Regions from separate parts of the Mus musculus genome. Here region 2 is linked to region 1. The links are chromatin contacts, called in public Hi-C maps. All regions are on one chromosome and are shown on one strand. The core of a region is the stretch at or near the end of the contact, and the rest is flanking DNA. Distances in the headings are between cores, read along the strand shown. Region 1 overlaps Gm34719 (a long non-coding RNA gene). Region 2 has its middle 44 kb from the start of Gm40577.

The links. A called contact is a pair of places that touch in the nucleus more often than the background predicts.
Region 2: a contact with region 1 is called in a Hi-C map of cerebral cortex, with 6 times the contacts expected there. The contact joins two enhancer-like sites. A contact is called at or near these places in 1 of 39 promoter capture datasets (embryonic stem cells), 5 of 15 datasets of contacts at CTCF or cohesin (the NIH/3T3 cell line, embryonic stem cells, large pre-B cells and 1 more), 87 of 484 Hi-C or Micro-C datasets (the AtT-20 cell line, the Ba/F3 cell line, the C2C12 cell line and 47 more) and 13 of 115 datasets of contacts at active chromatin or transcription factors (the NIH/3T3 cell line, Th17 cells, astrocytes and 6 more).

Annotation. Positions count from the first base shown.
Region 1 is chr12:110,046,409-110,049,108 of GRCm38.p6, reverse strand. It overlaps Gm34719 (a long non-coding RNA gene), which reads left to right. Exons shown (of 3, transcript XR_873006.3): 3 at 2,286-2,681. Among named protein-coding and RNA genes, the nearest start is that of Gm40574, 23 kb to the right of the region's middle. Within about 2 kb of position 1,443, at least 10 of the 459 cell types and tissues checked have an H3K27ac peak or open chromatin away from gene starts, as enhancers often do. A contact at or near this core is called in cerebral cortex, where this site is marked.
Region 2 is chr12:110,372,336-110,375,035 of GRCm38.p6, reverse strand. No RefSeq gene overlaps it. Among named protein-coding and RNA genes, the nearest start is that of Gm40577, 44 kb to the left of the region's middle. Within about 2 kb of position 1,360, at least 29 of the 459 cell types and tissues checked have an H3K27ac peak or open chromatin away from gene starts, as enhancers often do. A contact at or near this core is called in cerebral cortex, where this site is marked.

The DNA of each region.
Region 1 (2,700 bases), core at 194-2,693:
TGGGTGGGGTGGGGCTGAGGAGGTAGGGTTGGGGCTCAGATTCCTCAATCCTGCAGGTGTAAGAAAGCTGGCCCAGTGGGCTGGAAATGTAGGGCCTTATATTTGTCCTTACAATCACCTTGGCGTAATGTAACTTTTAAAGATTGCAATAAGCAATTTGGACAGAATCAGGGAGCTTGAAGTGTTGCTCAGGAACCTGTTCTTTTCCCAAGGCGTTATCAGCAACATGCCATATGGTTTTTGCCCAGCCATTCGGCTGCTTCTAGGTTTTGATTCCCAATTGAACAACCGAACTAATAGAATTTGCCACCTCACCAGGGGATCAGAGCAATCCTCAGAGTATCTATAAATGCCTTTGAACTCCTTGGGGGAGGGGGGACATGCAATCAAAATACCACGTGAAATTCATATAAATGTCATCCTAACTCCCGAGCTTCAATTTGAGTGCGGGGATTTCAGGCTTATGTGGATGCGTTTCGTTTATTTTATTATCATGAAAGTTACATGCATATCCTGAAGCTCCGAGTTCTAATTCTTTCTCCCCCCCCCATTTTCTTTCCTTTTTAATTTTATTTTATTTTACTTTTTATGGACTGTACTATCTGCTAGGCTGAGATGCTGAGGCTTCTTTTCCAATTGGTCGTCTTGCATGGCTTTTCTTGAGAGATGAGACGGCTCAGCAGTCAAGAGCGCTTACTGCTCTTGTAGACGACCTGAGTTCTGTTCCCAGCACCTGAGTTGAGTGACTCACAACTGCCTATAACTCCAGCTCTGGGATACCCAGTGCTTTTGACCTCTACAAGTTCCCCCAGTTACAGACAGACAGACCAATAGACAGTCTGTCTGTCTCTGTGTGTGTGTGTGTGTCTGTCTCTGCCTCTCTGTCTCTCTGTCTCTCACACACTCACACACTTTACAAATAAAAATCTCTTTTTCCAAAGCAGTTTGCATGTGAAAGTGTTTCCTTACACATGTCAGCGGAGCCTGTGCAGCATGGCTGCTGAGCCTAGGGTGTTCGTTCTCGGGGTTCCTTGTACGGAAGGCAAGAGCAGATGGTATTTATCGCCCAGTTTTCAGGCTGTGCTTCCTTGTTACAGCTTAATGATCGCATACTGCTTTGCCTTTCTGTGGGGGAACTGAGAATAAGTTTCTCTGGGCAGATCTACACGAGTCTGTCTTCCCGAAAGCCCCGGGTCTGTTTACTTGACTCCCCGATGCATCTGAGTTATACTTAAGTCCTGTGTTTACTGCAGAGATTTTTCCAAAAGGAGAAAAAAGATCTAGCGACCCCAAATTAGTTTAGGAACCAGCGTGTCCCTTGCTTTAAGGAACACGGTAAACATTTCAAAAGAGCATGCCAGCTCACTATCTGACTCTCTGCAGCGACTTCAGAGAAAACAGCAGCAGTTAAGCAATGCGTGCCAAGAGCAAGTCTGGGGGACCGTGTTGATTTGCAGAGAGAAGGAAGGGAGTTGGCTGCTCACTGCACTTCTCCTGGCTCCACACTTGCTGCAGGAAGGCAAAGGTCCACTTCTTAGGGTGTCTTCCTGGGGAGCTGAGGGCCTGCCTCCACCTCTTTGCTGTCAGAGGTTCCTGATGGGTGATGGGTTGAAGGATGGTTGATTCATCCACAGGGCTTCTCCCTATGAGATGGGAAACAGCTCCCCAGGAGAGGAGGCTGAAGAGTGGATGGAGAAAAGCCTTGGAGAACCCGGGCTCAGCCCTTGCCCTAGAGTCTGGACATCTGCTTGGGGTTCGCAGGAAGAGAGTAGGCTTGTGGGGACTGGGACTAGGATACTTTCTCAAGACACCGAAGACCTTTCCACAGCCCTCCCCTCCCGAGTCCCTTTAATTTTTCTGGCTAAACATAATTAACACGTCTCAGGGTTGTTGGCGATTTTGGTTTGTTTATAAAGAACAGGCTTGCTGGTACCCAGGGCCCAATAGAAAAGAACTTGCTCATTTGCCACATATATCTGGGCATCTGGGACAAAAATTTGAGTGTCAGCCCCCACCCTTGGCCCCCAACTGAAAGGCCACCCAACAGCCACTTGAAGCCTGTGGCACTTGTTCCCAGGGCTCCCAATGTGTTCTGTCTCCTCACCACTGGGGAACTGGGAGCCGAGGGCAGCTGGCCTGCCACACACACATACAACACACCTCCTGGTGAGGTTGGAAAAAAATCTTAATTTTGTTTTATAGGTCACAGGTCAGCCCGTCTGTGCCGATTCTTGTAATTGGGCGAGACATGTTTTGTGTGGCCCCAATTACGTCTTTTCTTTCAGGACCCAACGGGAGCCATCAATTAGGACCACGCCGGTGCCTACAGCTGACCTGAACTGTGTGAAGACAGAGCTTCCATGAAATGCCCTGGAATCACTTTGTTCCCAAGGATCTTAATTACAAGGAGTCCTCATGGCAAAGGGATTAAATGGCTTCCGCTCCTTTAGGTCTGTAGCTCCCCACCCAGCCAGTGCTTCCTCCTGTGCTTGGTGTTTCTTTTCCACCTCAGTGTGACAATGCTCTGGAGGCTTCCTGGCAAAGGAGCGCTGAGGAGAACGTGCGTGCGCTTAGGAGCTGCTCTTGACACCGGGACCTTTCCGGAAGTGCTTCCTCTCTGGCAAATCTTTTGCTGAGCAGGTGGAAGGGAGAGGTCCCAACAGTGTTCTGAACTGCTTCATCCCCCCTTCTCCAGCTCCA
Region 2 (2,700 bases), core at 111-2,610, 330 kb before region 1:
ACCCCTTACCTTTCCTTCACCCGACCATCCTCTCCTAGGGGTGGGTGTCAGAGGGGCAGGGGAGACACAGGGAAACAAACCGTGGCTCAATCTGCCCTATGATGTAGGGTCCGTCAGCCAGGCTTGATGGGTGCTTATAATTGTTGTACCTATTATGAGGGGATAACGTGATAATCTGACAGAGAGTGGCTTTCTGTGTAGCAGATATCCACTTAGACTGACCAAGGCAGGAAGGGTATTGTGGGGAGCCAAGGGGTAGCCCAGGGCGGAGATCACACACAGATAAGGAGTAAAAGAGAGGACCAGGACCCCCAGGTGTGCATCTGCCCTCAGACCCCATAGCTGCAGCCAGGGCTTGCCTATGGGCTGGACTTCCCTGTCCCAGCAGCCTGGGCTGACGGCAGAGGGCTAACCCCCTCAGTTTGGGGTGGGCTGTGAGCCCCTTCCCAGAAGTCTGTCTCAGCGAGTGTCTGGGGTATTTCCTAGAAGCCTTACTTTGTGGGACTGGGGCTTCAGTGTTCAGTGGCTCAATTCCTGAGATCTTCCTTAAAGAATAAACTGGAGGTCCCAGAGAGCAGCCGTACTAGCACTGTCGGCGTCAGGGACCCACCCCGGTTCTCCCCCGCGCCCCCCGCCCCCCAGTGCCCTCATACGAGGACTCATACGATTTGAGCTTAGTGTTCCCTTAAGGCATGGGTACTGGCCAGCATGTGTGTGTGTTATACAGGGGAGTGGGCACACGAGTGGGCAGAGGGATTGCTCACTGCTTCCTGAGGAATGGGGTCTGGTTCTGGAGTGATCAGGAGCCAAGTCTGGGTTGGCAGGTACTAGTTCTAATTTCTTGCTTGTTGCAGTCTTTTTCAGCCTCAGCTTACATATCCTGGGAATGGGCGTGGGCGTGCGCCTACCTTATTGAACAGCTATGTGCACTAGGTAACTTGGTATGTGGTGTTTAGTCCTTTGGAAATAACTCCCTTGGCTCCTTACACAGGTGTCTCTTTATGGGTTCCAGAAGACTAGCCTGGGACCCCAACTCCTGAGAGGGCCAACAAGCAATACAAGATAAACACAGGCTTTGGACTGGACACAGGTGGACTGCAATCTCCTACTCTGCCAGCTTCTGGCTGTGCAACCTCTGCTAGATACTGAGGATCTCTGTGCTTTTTTTTTTTTTTTCTACAAGTGGATGCTTATTAGTGACGACAGTGCACCAGGAACTATGGTCCAGGCTGCAGAGGACAGAGGAGGCGGTTTTCTTTCAAGGGCGCACGCATTTCCAAGCCAGATAGCCCTCCCCAACTAGGTCTGCGCAGCAAAAATTCATGCGGGACAAGAGCGCAGGCGCCTGACAGCCCGTGGCGTAGCTGCTTCTAGAAGGATCCAGAGGAGTCTGGCGCTGGGCGGATGGGGTGCTTGCGACTGCTGCGTTCCTGCTGATAACCAGCAGGGGGCAGGCTGAGCCCACAAGCCGTCTTGTCCTCGCTTCACCCCGGCCCTGCGGCTGTGTCCCGGGACATGCGGCGTGCTTCTGCGCAGCCAGCGAGCTGCCCCCTCCCCGGGGAGCCTCTCCATCATCCGCGGGCCTAATAATTTACATTTAATTTGTTAGCGGTTTAATGTTTAATTTAAAAAACTGAATGATTCATTGCCATATTAATAAATAATAACATTTATTATTCTTCTAATGAGTGTCCGAAATACAAAAGCAATTACACGTCTTATGTATTCTCTCATAAACTGAGACAGCAGAGTGTTCATTACAGAATTCTGTTGGGGTCTTGATTCCGCCTTCATGGCTGGCCTGGCCCTCGGGCTGTCAGGGGAGTGGTATGTCTTTAAAGCAGCGATTGGCTTGGTTCTGCTCTGGCTTTTCAGGGTCTGGGGGCCCCAGGAGAAGCCTCCAGAGGGTACCCCTTCACACCATACACTGTTCCTTCCACAGACTCTCACTGGTCCCGGGGCGGGGTGTGGTTATGCTTCCTTCCCAGGTAGAGAAACTGAGTCTGGAGGGGGCAGCTCTGAGAGACAGCCGTGAGCATGGCTAGGCTCGGCGAATTGACTCTGAGCATTGTTATTGTTGTTAGGTTTTTTTTTTCTTCTTCTTCCTTTTCTGGGCTTTGGAGCAGGCTGCTACAGGCCCTGAGCAGGAGGGAAGTGGGGAGAGGGACTGGAAGAGTGTGGATGTGTGGCGGAGGGGGTGAGGTGTAGGATCGGGACAAATCCCTAGCCAGCCAACGCCCTAGCTTGCTTCGCTTCTCTGCTCCTTTCAGATGATGTGGAAGGGTAAAAAGAAATGGGGTAGTCAGCAAAGCCAGTTCACCAGTAAGATTCCATCATCTGCTTCCCAGGGGTGGTAGGCGAGGCCAGGGATTTGGAGGGGCAGGGAGAGGTCTGGGCTCTGGCTTTAGGTACCAAATTTCAGGAAGGGGCTGGTTGGGGGGCCCTAGGAATTGGCAGGAAGGTCAGGGTGCTTCTTCAGTCCGGGACATTTTCAAACGAATGCCCAAACAGCTTCCCGTCAAGGACATCCACGTACAGTTGTTCCCATCCTGACCTTTTCACTGGTTTTAATGCCAGCTTCATGCCATCTAGCCAAAATCCTGGCTTCCCACAGCTACACAGCACTGCACAGAGGAGGCCCCCCAGGGTGTGGACACTGACTCGCCACATGGCCTGGCCAGCGCAGCCCTGGGCTAGGCG